2 separate regions of the Mus musculus genome follow, and region 2 is linked to region 1. A link is a contact called in public HiChIP or PLAC-seq data. All regions are on one chromosome and are shown on one strand. Each heading gives the region's core, a stretch centred on a gene start, on an enhancer-like site or on the middle of the called end of the contact. The rest is flanking DNA. Distances are from core to core; before and after follow the strand shown. Region 1 has its middle 22 kb from the start of Pknox1. Region 2 overlaps Rrp1b (ribosomal RNA processing 1 homolog B (S. cerevisiae)).

What was found. HiChIP or PLAC-seq counts read pairs in DNA pulled down with a chosen protein or histone mark.
Region 2: a contact with region 1 is called in an H3K27ac HiChIP or PLAC-seq map of trophoblast stem cells, with 4 times the contacts expected there. The contact joins two enhancer-like sites. A contact is called at or near these places in 3 of 115 datasets of contacts at active chromatin or transcription factors (regulatory T cells, stem cell-derived neural progenitor cells and trophoblast stem cells) and 1 of 9 other capture datasets (embryonic stem cells).

The regions. Positions count from the first base shown.
Region 1 is chr17:31,539,401-31,545,535 of GRCm38.p6, forward strand. No RefSeq gene overlaps it. Among named protein-coding and RNA genes, the nearest start is that of Pknox1, 22 kb to the right of the region's middle. Within about 2 kb of position 4,356, at least 12 of the 459 cell types and tissues checked have an H3K27ac peak or open chromatin away from gene starts, as enhancers often do. A contact at or near this core is called in trophoblast stem cells, where this site is marked.
Region 2 is chr17:32,060,722-32,067,296 of GRCm38.p6, forward strand. Rrp1b (ribosomal RNA processing 1 homolog B (S. cerevisiae)) reads left to right here. Exons shown (of 16, transcript NM_028244.2): 16 at 1-2,141. Among named protein-coding and RNA genes, the nearest start is that of Rrp1b, 28 kb to the left of the region's middle. Within about 2 kb of position 4,245, at least 46 of the 459 cell types and tissues checked have an H3K27ac peak or open chromatin away from gene starts, as enhancers often do. A contact at or near this core is called in trophoblast stem cells, where this site is marked.

The DNA.
Region 1 (6,135 bases), core at 3,106-5,605:
TTCCCGGCCCAGATCCTCCTCTGGAACTCTATCATAAATTTGTTTGTTTGTTTGTTTGAATCTATAGAACCCATCTCTGTGGATTTGAGTTTCAATGTAGTCATGTCTGATTTATATTTAGCTTGCTCTGTTACTCAAGGAGATTGATGTATGCTTTGTTGGGCGTTCGTGGTTGAGTTAATCATCGCAAGAATACTTTTCACCAAAATATGCTGTGTTTAACTATGTCTCAGAGAGCCGGGTGGTGGTGGTGCACGCCTGTAATCCCAGCACTCGGGAGGCAGAGGCAGGCGAATTTCTGTATTCGAGGCCAGCCTGGTCTACAAAGTGAGTTCCAGGACAGCCAGGGCTACACAGAGAAACCCTGTCTGGAAAACAAACAAACAGACAAACAAACAAAAAATCAGGTTCAGATTTCCTAAGTGTGAACAAACACGGACTACTGAATCATGTCCCAGCATCCCCCTTCAGCAACCTGTGCATCCAAAGTATATGTCTTGGACAATATACAAATGAGCAACATGGAAAGCCATTCTCTGGAGCTGGGGTTCTCTTAGCTTAGTGCTCTGCCGGTTGGTCAAGACTAGAATAAGGTGACCTAAGCAGTGACCTCCCAGAGCTTCAGAGCAGCCTCCATATGATGACAGTCTGGTCGCAGCTAGTGGGTCCAACGCTCTGAGACACACATCCCACCATCTTTGTAAGCATTTGCTATCTTTCTAGGCTCAAACCCTGGCTTTGAAATCAGGAACAGCAACAGACTGGAAGCCCAGCGGGAGGAGCAGGCAATGTCTGAGGCTCTCTATTCCCCAGAGCCCTGGACCAGGGGCTGTGCTTTCTTTCCTTTTAGTTTAAATGTAGCCTAGGTTGTGAGCTCGCTCTCCAGCCTTCAATCCAGCTGACTTCCCCAAGTGCTAGGATTGCAGGAGTCTGTCGTCAGACTCATTGTTTTGTTTGTTTTAGAGGTATGTGTGTGTGTGTGTGTGTGTGTGTGTGTGTGTGTGTGTGTGTGTGTATGTGTGTGTGTATTCCAGCACCCAAGTGCAAGTGTGTGTGCCAAGGCTGGGCACATTACCCCAGCACTCTGCCACTCTGCCATGGGGCTTCCCATAGCCTGGGCATTATTTCAAAATGCCAGAGTTTTCCATACCTCTCCTCAGAAATGAGCCAGCCAGGAGAAAGCACTGTCTTCCCTAAAAGTCACCAAGTGTCTCTGCCACCTCTGCTACTGCCATCAGAAGTTCATCCCCACACCAGGAACAAGGCTTCGTGCCATCAAAGCTATTTCCAGGAGGAGAGTATTTAAAGAGTTCATGGGGCCGGGCGTGGTGGTGCTCGCCTTTAATCCCAGCACTCAGGAGGCAGAGGCAGGTGGATTTCTGAGTTCGAGGCCAGCCTGGTCTACAAAGTGAGTTCCAGGACAGCCATAGCTATACAGAGAAACCCTGCCTGGGGGGAGGGGGGGGGAAAGAGTTCATGGGAAGGGAGGAAGGAAGAAATGAAGGAAAGGGAGGAAGGGAGAGGAGAAGCTGCTCCCAGGGATCTGAGGTTATCTGAGATACCCGGGGATAGGGAGGGGCTGTCCTGTGTACCTCACTACACAGGGTACCCTGTACTGTGGGGCAAGCCCCTGCTCAGCTGCAGACTCTTCAGGTGGCCGGCTTCTCCCAGCTCAGATTCCAGCTTTCCTCCCTTTTAACTGTGGTACTGAGCCCTTTAAAAGATCCTCATTGTTTAGCCAGAAACCCTCTTGCAAACCAAGGTCATCTACATGCAGAAGGCATCTTAGGGAGGACCCCCCCCCCCCGCCCTCATGTACTTAAGGCTTGTTTTTTTGGCATCCTGTGACACTCTATTGCATTAATCTTTCAGTTATTTTCCGTAAAACACATAAACTTTTGGCCTTCCAGGGGTCTCCCTGCATGTTTGCATTGAATACTGTCTTTATTAATGTTGCTATTGTGGTTGTTTAGAATTCCACAGCAGAATAGGGAATTTTGTGTAGTGTTGCCAGAGACTTAAAGTTTTTGATTTTTTGGATTTATTGCTGGAGTTAGTATGTCATTAGGGGAGAAAAAGGGAGCCTAAAACAAAAGGGCCTGTTGGCATTATGAACAGTGGAGGCACTGGGCTCATATATAATGCATAAGTCTGGGTAATGGATACTTTTCGTTAGTCATAAAATGTTCAAATGACTCACAGATGTGTGGCCCTCGCAGCTGTTCCTCCCCAGCTAATGGTGCTGGCTTCCAGTCAGAGGACTTTTGTACCAAAGGAGTCTGGCAGCGACAGAGGTTCTTGTGATATTCCCATTGAGAGAATCATTCACTGTCAGCAGAGACAACAATGACAAACTACTAAAGGCTGGCCAGCCGGCCAGGAAGGCTCTGTCGCTCTGCTTTCTAAAGAGGATCCCGAGCTGCAGGATCCTCACGCTGAGGCAATCCAGGCTGTTTTGCTGATAAAGGCTTTTCCTTTCTTCCTTATGTTTGGGAGGGGTATGTTTGAGACAAGGTCTCTCTACATGGCCCAGGCTGATATGGAAGTCACTATATAGTGTAGGCTGGCCTTGAACTAAAAGAGATCCAACTGCCTCTGCCTCCTGAATGCTGGGATTAGAGATGTGCATCATCACGCTAGCCAAGGATATTGTTTCGGTTTGTAATTATATATATTGTGGAGGCCAAAACAGGGTATCATGTCAGCCCCCTGCAGCTGGAGTTACAGGTGATTGTGAGCTGCCCAACGTAGGAACTGCAACTGCTATAGAGACCCTCGATTACCAGTAGTTTAGCAACAGGGTAGGGTTCCACAAGCCTTAGAGCAGCTTAGAGGCCTCTCTCATGGGCCTGGCCCTGGATTTGGTAGAGGAACTGGACAAAGGGCACTTTACAGTCATGATTGTCTTATAGTCAGAGCCTGGGTCTGTCAGCTAAACAGAAACAGTTTTCTCTAGGTCTCACCGGCTTCAAGGGGACAGACAATTCTTTTCATTCGTTTTGGTTTGGTTTCAGGGTCTTAAACTCTAGGGTTCATGTGATCTCCTGTTTCAGCCTCTTATTTGGATGGAACTCCAGGCACGTCCCCCCTCTGTTGACAGGGGACAGTGCCATACTCAGTGTCCATGAGAGGAAGAGCATCAAGTGGGAGGTCTGGGTCTGACTTTATCACAGGTGCACATGGATGATCCATGCACACACACAGGCTCACATAATACATATATATGTATATGTGTGTATATATATACATGGATCACCCATATATATGTATATATGTATGTATATACACACACACACACACATATATATACATGCCTGTACATGAGCACATGTACATATATATGTATATATATGGGGATATATATATGTGTGTGTGTATATATATATATATATATATATATATATATATATATATATATATCTTAGTTAGGGTTTTATTGCTGTGAACAGACACCATGACCAAGGCAAGTCTTATAAAGGACAGCATTTAATTGAGGCTGGCTTACAGATTCAGAGGTTCAGTCCATTATCATTAAGGTGGGAGCAGTATCCAGGCGAGCTGAGAGTTCTACATGTTCATCTGAAGGCTGCTAGCAGGATACTGACTCCCAAGCAGCTAGGTCTAGGGTCTTAAAGACCACACCCACAGTGACATACCTATTCCAACAAGGCCACACCTCCGATACTGCCACTCCCCCAAACCATATATATATATATATATATATATATATATATATATGAAAGTTGGGGTCATCCCCTGTTTTCTGAAACCACAGGAACACACTATTATTGTCAGTGTCAGTGGTCTCTACTATGGCAGTCATTCAGAGACCCAGAGGGAGGTATGTCAGCACTACACTTTGAGACAGTCTCCGGGGCAACAGGATGACGCAGACACTGCCCAGGGTGCCTGATACCCTATTGGTACTTCTGAGTCCATGCTGCCAATCATGGGACAATCCTGCATGCCTCAGGGACACATTTCCCTTTTCTACGAGGGAGGGAAGAATATGGGTTGTGATGGGGACAGAGTGTGAATTAAGGGACATACATATGTGATTAGGATTGAATGGAGGCCCTCTTAAATGTTAAGTACGTGTCCTACAGTTAAGCTGGGTCCCCCAGACCTTAATTTTGCAGTCACATGCTCATCACATAGGATTATCATATCCTTCTCTCTAGGTTCATGCCTGCAGAAATATCCAAAATCCTAAGGAAAAACTAACTTTAACCACACCTGGCCCCACCTAACATATTAAGTAAAAAACACACTCACTTCACAGCCCTCTCAGGGTGAGTTCCAGTCCTCAGAGAAGGCTGCAGTATAAATAAGACCTTGCATTCTTCTTCCGTGAGCCTAAAAGGATTGCATCACACATCGCTCGTTCGCTGGAGGCAATGTTGACAAGGAGACAGAAAATAGATTAGAACCCTCGGGAGCAAACGACTGTGAAGAAGGAGACTAAAGCTTTCAAGCTGGGGCTGCTATGCAGGGGATTTGCTTTTGACATGAGGAATGGGAACCCCATCTGGGCCCATTGCTGCTCAAGGCTGTAAACTCAAAATACATCAAGGATATGTTGCCTCCTAGCTGATGATTTATTTCTGGAGATCTATGTGTATTACATTTCTAGCCCAACAAATGATAAAGAATACCTTTTTTTTTTAAAATGTATAAACCAACGGCTCCCAGGCAGGTACAGACACTGAATAAAAAGAGGCTCCTGAGGAAGCTGGCTAAGTCCTACCACCTTGAACACCGAGACAGACTTGCTGGGTGCGGGGATTCACACACCAGTGAGAGGATCCAGACTCATGGGACACTGACTGTCAAAACACACACCTTGTGACACGTGTGGTGAGTGGCCTGGACCGTGAGAGACTGGTTGTGCACTTTGAAATTACGTGTCTCCATAGTTTCAAAATCATGAACTGGCACTGGAAAGATGGCTCAGCAGTTACAAGCACTTCCTGCTCTTACGGAGGACCTGGGTTCAGTTCCCAGAACCCATATGAAGGTTCCCAACCATTTGTAATTCCAGTTCTAGGGGATCCAGCCCCTGACCTCAAAGGGCATCAGGAACACATGTGGCACGTATACATACATGTAGGCAAAACATCTAAAAAAAATCTTAAAAAATTTTTTTTGGTTTTTTGAGACAAGGTCTCTCTGTATAGCCCTGGCTGTCCTGGAACTCACTTTGTAGACCAGGCTGGCCTCGAACTCAGAAATCCGCCTGCCTCTGCCTCCCAAGTGCTGGGGTTGTTCTTTGATTTCCACACACGCAACATGAACCCTAACAAACAAACAAACTAACTAAACAAACAAAGGAACAAACAAACAAATAAATAAATGTAAAGATGGTTAGCAACAACCCCTTGCCTGTACTTTGGAGGGGTGTATAATAGTGAATGTTATCCTCGGTGTCTTTGAAACCCCTGTGCTTTCTATCGTACTGTAAGCATGCCTTGAATCTATGATATGGCCCGAGAGAGGAAAAGACCTCGTGATCCCACCAGCCTTCTGCCCCTGCAGACACGGGGAATCTTCTAGAGAATAGAGGCACCAAGTCCAATGCTCTACCATGAGGAACCACAGATCTGTGCCACGACCCAATGACCAGGAAGAGAGAGGAAGACATACTTCTGAAACTGAGAAAAAGAAAGCGTGCCAAGTATCCTGCAGTTCTGGGACCCTGGCTGATGGGCTCCCCTGGGGGAAGGGGAGTCAGCCATGAGCACAGAAGAAGAGGAGTGGAGACAGGTCGGAGCACGGACGAGAGGAAGAAGGGAGCTTTCGGGATTTGTGTAGGGGAGACTCACCTACACTTGCAGAGGGGCATACTCCTGTGCAGTCCCACATCATAAGGGGATGTCCAAAAAGATGAACCCGGAGGTAGAGCTTAGTTCCTACAGGTTCTTCCCCATTACAGCCTTTTAAATTTTATTTTATTTTTATTTCTTTAATTTTATATATGTGAATACAATCGCTTCTCGGCCTTTTGGCTAACATCAAGTGTGAGTACACTGTAGCTGTCTTCAGACACACCAGAAGGGGACGTCAGATCCCATTACAAATGGTGGTGAGCCACCATGTGATGGCTTGGAATTGAACTCGGGGACCTCTGCAAGAGCA
Region 2 (6,575 bases), core at 2,995-5,494, 520 kb after region 1:
CTGAGGACTGAGTGCTGTTGGTACACGGAGCCCCCTCCTCCATACCCATTGCTGCACCACCACTGTGGATTGCACGCCTTTCTGGGTGGCTGCAGTCTCTGTCCCTTGTGAAAGCATGGCAGCTTCAGGCCCATCTGCGGGCATGTGGCTGTTTTTCCTGGGATTGACTCCTGAAATGGAATGAGCAATAGTGTAGCTTTTCTACGGGTGACCAGCAGGAGGCTAGACAGGTGGGGGGGTAGGGGAAAGCCACTTTTCCCGGAGGCTTCTCCTCCTCTGCCTGGCCTGTTCCTGTCCCTGTCTTCCTACCTCTATAGCAAGCCCAAAGTGTCTTTTCAGGAGGGCCAGTAGCCCCCAGGCTGCTGCCCACATTAGCACAGTTTTCCCAGGGCCTCCCTGACTGCACCAGTAGGGTCTGGACCCCAGCTCTTGCCTGACCTGGAAGTTGGCTGCCCAGGAGTAGAAGCCTGTTAGCTGCCTCCATGGGTTTTATACAGCTCTTCTTGCTTAGTGCGGAACCCAGGGAGCTGCTCAGACTTCCACCAAAGCAAATCTGGCTCCTTCTTTAGAGAGAAGCCTACGTGGCGACTGCTCTTATTTAAGGAAACCACCTTGGGTCTGAGAGGTGGAGAGGCCGTGGGATTAAGCACAATAGGAGGCGCAGCTCCTGCTTCTACCGTTAGGCGCTGCAGGCTTGAAGTGGCAAGGCCCTGCATCTCAAGCACTCAGAGCTCTGTGAGCTTGCCTACTGTGCGCAGGATCTCCCCAAGTATGTCCTACTCTGTGCACCCTGTGCTGGAGCCCTACTTTTCACCCCGCTGCCCCTCGGGAGGACTGCAGCTCGCTCCTGTTGGGATCGCAAAGCTCGGGTACCTGCCCCGGCTTTGCTCCACACAGTCACGGGGTCCATTTCCAAGTCGTCTTTTTTGTTTGTTTGTTTGTTTGTTTGTTTGTTTGTTTGTTTTTTCCAGACAGGATTTCTCTGTGTAGCCCTGGCCGTCCTGGAACTCACTTTGTAGATCAGGCTGGCCTCGAACTCAGAAATCGGCCTGCCTCTGCCTCCCGAGTGCTGGGATTAAAGGCGTGCGCCACCACGTCTGGCTCCATTTCTAAGTCTTGAACCAACTGACTCCCGAATGCCATTCCCGGAAGGAACCAAGTGGTGACTTTGTCCTCTGCCTGCTCAGTCACAAAGTATATCACTAGGCCATAAAAATGGAGATGATGTTTTGCTTGTGTCACAGTAGGTCTTGTGCAGTGTCACTTGTAGTTGCATGGTTACAGCGTGCTGAGTTTGACCATTACATTCAAAACTAAAACCTGTGTAGGAAGGTTAAGGTCGTGGCAGCAGATGCCTAGCTTCTTATTTAAAAAGTTGAGTGCACCCAGCCATTTTCTGTTTTAAAGATAGGTTAATATAGCCAAGAGGGTCATACAGCCCAGTGGTGTAGAGCAAGACACCAGGTAGCAGTAATAGAAAACAACCTCACACCATTTTCACAATGGCCGCCCATCCTCGGGGACTGTGAGTGTCCTTGTCTTAGTCAAAGCACATCTCCTACCAAAATTGCTCCCAAGATGGAGGGTGAGACCTCAGTGCTAGGTTGACAGGTGGGCGTCGCCATGCCTGGACCAATTCCTGCACAGCACAGGAAGGCTCCACTCCATGAAGGAGTGCATTTAGAATGGCATCCTGGTCCTGGATGCAGATTCTCAAGTAAAATTGCTGTTAAATTTCTTCAAGTCCAGAGAAGCAAATCTTAGTGCGGGCAGACCGAGTTAGTGTTTGATGCGACTATCTCCATCCTTAGTATGGATGTGGTCAGTTCTGCACAATTTGGTTTCAAACTAACTTTTTTTTCTTTCCTTTTTAAAAATAATAATAATGTCTCAGTATGTATCCTATCCCACACTGGCCCCACACCGGTGGTCTCCCTGCCTCAGCCAGGCTACTGCTGGGACACGCACAGGAAGGAGCATGAGGGGGGGTTGGGAAGCAGTCGCCTGCCTGGGAAGTGGGTCTGTGTTTTCTCTAACTGCCACAGTGCTATTTGTTTACCATCAAATTGTATTGGTGTTTCCAGGGCTTGTTGGTACAAATCAAAGCCAAGACCAATTAAAAGAAATGTATTTTTATCTTCGGATTGGTCTTTGATGTTGCCTCTGTGTGTATAAAAATAGACCTCTGGAATGACTGTCATGTCAGGGTCTGGAAAACTCAGGCATCTGTCGTTTTTGAAAACAGGACACAGCGGGTACCTATCCCTGTTTCCCCAGAGCCAGTGAGCTCGTTCAGGCACTTGGTTGATCCTGTCCTGGGACTGCTCACTGCCATTCACTGTGTCTAAAGCAGAGGATCTGGGCCCTGAGTGCAAAGCCCATCTTCACCATAGGGAGAAAATGCATAATGTGTCCCCAGCCGTGGTCCACATGTTGTAAGATCAAAACCCACTCAAGTCAGCTAGAGGAAAAGGGCACATGGACAGGAGGCCCAGAAAGTTTTTCAGCCTACCTCAGGAAGGATTGTGGCAAATGGAGGTTGGAAGAGGCTTCTCCAAGAGCCAGAGAACTCAGACAACCAGGAACCATTCATACAACACAAATAACAGTTTAGACCTAGCATGATATAAAGTACATCCAGAGCTTAGGAGGTGGAGGCAGAGCTCTCTACATGACAAGTTACAGGACTATGCACTGAGACCCTGCCTTAGAAGACAAGATTTATTTATTTTATATATATGAGTGGCTCACAACCATCCATAATGAGATCTGACGCCCTCTTCTGGTGTGTCTGAAAACAGCTACAGTGTACTTATGTATAATAATAAATCTATCTTTGGGTTGGAGCAAGAGGGATTCCTGAGTTCAATTCCCACCAACCACAGGATGGCTCACAACCATCTGTACAGCTACAGTGTACTCACATAAAATAAATTAAAAAAAAAGGGGGGATTTATTCAGAAATACCAAAAAGTTACCATTTCAACATGTAATCCATATGAAAAGTCTAGGTGATGCACAGCTGTTCTGCCACAGTCTCAGAAAGCCATGTGTGCTTGCATACCAGACGTGTGTCACAGGAAACCAGCCCTCTCATGGCTCACAGCCATGATAAAGGCCAAGGCTGCTCTACACCCAAAGGTGAAAGGATGTTATCCAGCGACAAGCTGGGATAGGGACAGAGGGAACCCTGAGGCAAGGTGTGCAGAGGTAACAGGCATAAAGGCCCAGGCAGCAGAGGACAGAGGGCTGGCCAGGTACAGCCCAGTCAGAAAGGCTGTGGAGACCAGTGGGAGCATGCAGGAGCTAGAGTCTGGGATAGGTTCCCTGGTGGCCTCTGGGGAAGGATGGAGTGGAGGAAGAGATGGGACTGGGCCCCAGCTGGAGGAATAGCTGGACTTGAGGCTCAAGGAGGGCAGGGGAAGGGCTGCTTTGGTTGATGGAGGTGACAGGGAGGAGACAGGAAAGGACACTACTGAAGTGTCCATCACTTCATATTTTTACCATGACAATGACAAGGGTCACCTGGGTGCTGGGCATGTGACCTATACCTGTAATCTCAGGACTCAGGAGCTGAGGCAGAAGGATTGCCATGAATTCCAGGCTAGTCTGGACTACTGAATGAGACATGTCTCAGAAAAGAACAAAGGAGAAGAGGGAAGTGAAGAGAAAGGATAAAAGACCAAAGAGAGGAAGGAGAGAAGAGGTAAAAGCAACCTGGGAGTAGACAGCCTTTGACCTCCCCTCCTGTTAGGCAGGACGGCCTCCTAAATGTCCTGAACCCCTACATGTGGTGGATAGCTCTCAAGAGGGACTTGAGGGTCTTGTAAACCATGGGTCTGTTTCCATAGTAACCCACCCAGAGACTCTCTACCACTAAGTCGGTCTTTCCTGGCCACGCAGAAGCCACTAGTCCATGGACAGCAGATAGGGATGCAGGCAGCTGTAGGAAGGGAGCCAGGCTGAGGTAGGAAAGCTGACCTCACTCTCTGTGTCTAGTTGCTGGGGTTAGGGGAGACTGCCCCAGCAGTCAGCTGTACCCACTTCTCCACAGGGACAAGGTTCACTGAGGAGGCAGATCACACTGGGTCCCTGACTTCTGCAGGAGGGAGGACCAAGCAGGGGCTGGACCACCTGCGTCTTGATGGACACAGCGCTGGCTTTCCTCCCAGGCTCAGAAAGCGCCTTTTGTTCTTGGGACTCGCTGTCTTTCTGCACCCAGGCTAAAAATTGCTTCAGTTCTTCCTGGAGTTACTCATCGCCTGGTGACTAATCCTTTGGGGTCCGTCAATCTTTAAATCCTGTTGTTATTTCTGTGTTGGGTCCCAGGAACAAAAGCTGAAGAGGTATTCAACCAGAAGTGACCAAAGTCACTTCCTGCTTAAGCTGTACCTTCCAGAGGGTGGGCAGTATTGATTACAACGCATCACAGTGGCCGTGATAACTTTTGGAAGGCAGAAGCCTGTCACTCATCTGACTTCCCAGAATGCAATTTGCTCCCTAAGGCAGTTGCACAAGTTGAATATGAGGAGTAGTTGGGGCCTTATATGTCATTCAAAGCCCATCATTAAAAAAGTATGTATTTGCCAGATACACACATCTTTAATCTCAGTACCTGGGAGGCAAAGGCAGGCAGAGCTTTGTGAGTTGGAGGCCAGACTGGTCGACCTAGTGAGTTCCAAACCTGCCAGGGATACACAGTGAGACTCTGTCTCAAAACTAATTACTTCTTAATGTGTGTTTTCTGGTCATGCAAACACACACCTATAATCCCAGCACTCATGAAGCTGAGGCAGGAGAATCATTAATTGGAGATCTGCATTGGCTACATAGGGAGATACTGACTCATAAAATGAGTCCAGGAGGATGCCTTGGTGGGTAAAGGTGTTTGTAGCTAAGCCTGATGACCCGAGTTCAATCCCCGTGACCTACTTGGTGGAAGGAGAGAATCAATTCCCACAAATTGTCCTCTGACCTCCCCGGCATTCCTAGTTTTAGCTCTGAAGTGCAAGACCTCCTTGCCTAAGAACTCCCTCATTCCATCCCTGGCATCCATCCAGGGCATAGCCAAGTAAGTGACATTCAGAGTTTCTATCCTGTCTCATTCTGTCCTCTGTCCATGAGGATGTCCTGCCTTCATCCTGCCAGGGTCCTGTGCCCAGCAGCCTGTGGACAGACCTCATGAGAGAGATGTTTGGGGGGTCTAACTCATGCATCAGAGAGAGGAAGGACATGCTGAACAGAGGAGGTGGAGGGAGAAGGGAGGAAGCCTCAGATGCTGTGCAGGGCACAGCATTAGTGATGGGGCTGAGTTGTCTCCTCCCCAGGACCTTCCACCTGCATCCCTGAGGGGTTAGGAGATGTCTGTGACCCCTGGTGGGTTTCAAATTCAAGAGTCAACTGGGTTTGTCACAGACAGGGTGTCAGGCCACCCCAGCTGTTGGGGCTCACATCAGACCCCTCCAGCTCCAGTGAAGGGCTGGCGCAGGAGAGTTTGGGCTTCCTTTAGCCTTTGCAGGCCTCTGCAGCAGCCTTCTGGGTATGAAGGAACGCTGCCCTCCTAGAGGCTGGAATGAACCTTAGGGCAGTCATTCCTGAAGCTTTGGAATTCCTCTAAGTTAGCTCCCACCCTGTGTCTGCTTTGATGTCATCTGATGCAAGCTCTTGGAGTTTAAAGGTGTGCTTTCTTTATATGTTTTGTTTAAGACACAGTTTCTCACCAGGCGGTGGTGACGCATGCCTTTAATCCCAGCACTTGGGAGTCAGAGGCAGGCAGATTTCTGAGTTCCAGCCAGCCCGGTCTAGCTAGGGCACACACAAACACATAATTCAAAATAATAAAAATAAGTTGAGCCTGGTGTGTCTGTCTTTAATCCCAGCACTCGGGAGGCAGAGGCAGGTGGATTTCTGAGTTTGAGGCCAGCCTGGTCTACAAAGTGAGTTCCAGGACAGCCAGGACTATACAGAGAAACCCTGTCTCGAAAATCAGAAAACAAACAAAAAGCCAAAATTGATCAATCAATTAATCAATCAATATAAGAAGTATGTACCACTGTAGGCATTCATTTTTTTGCAACCTATGGGTTCAACCTCTAGCCCACCACCCAGCAGAGGAAGGTGAAGAGAAAAGTTAATAGGATGTGGAGGAGGTGGACCTGTTCAGCAGTAGTTCTTCTGGGTGAGCTTGATCTTCTTTAGCAGTAGCAAACACCAAATACGACTTAACAGTGCCATCCTTTCAGCAAGCAGACACCAGGCAGCCGTAGTTTAATCCTGAAGATACCGCCAGGCTCACCAGCTGGCCCGAGGCAAGGCTGTGGAAGCAGCAAGCTGCCACAGGAACCTCATGAGCAGTTCTTGGGCGAGTTTCTCTCAGTGTCAGAGTTATCACAAGTTGAGCTCAACAATGCTATGTAAGGTGAACCAGTACATGCGTGTCCTTAGTGAAGAATAGCGAGGCGGAGCAAACCAAACCAGTGCTCAGTGCTCGTCTCCCACTGTCTGTGGGGTCATGTGTATACTCCTTCCTCCTGGGTCCTTTCATGCGTTTGCTATATGCAAACATCCTTTTATCC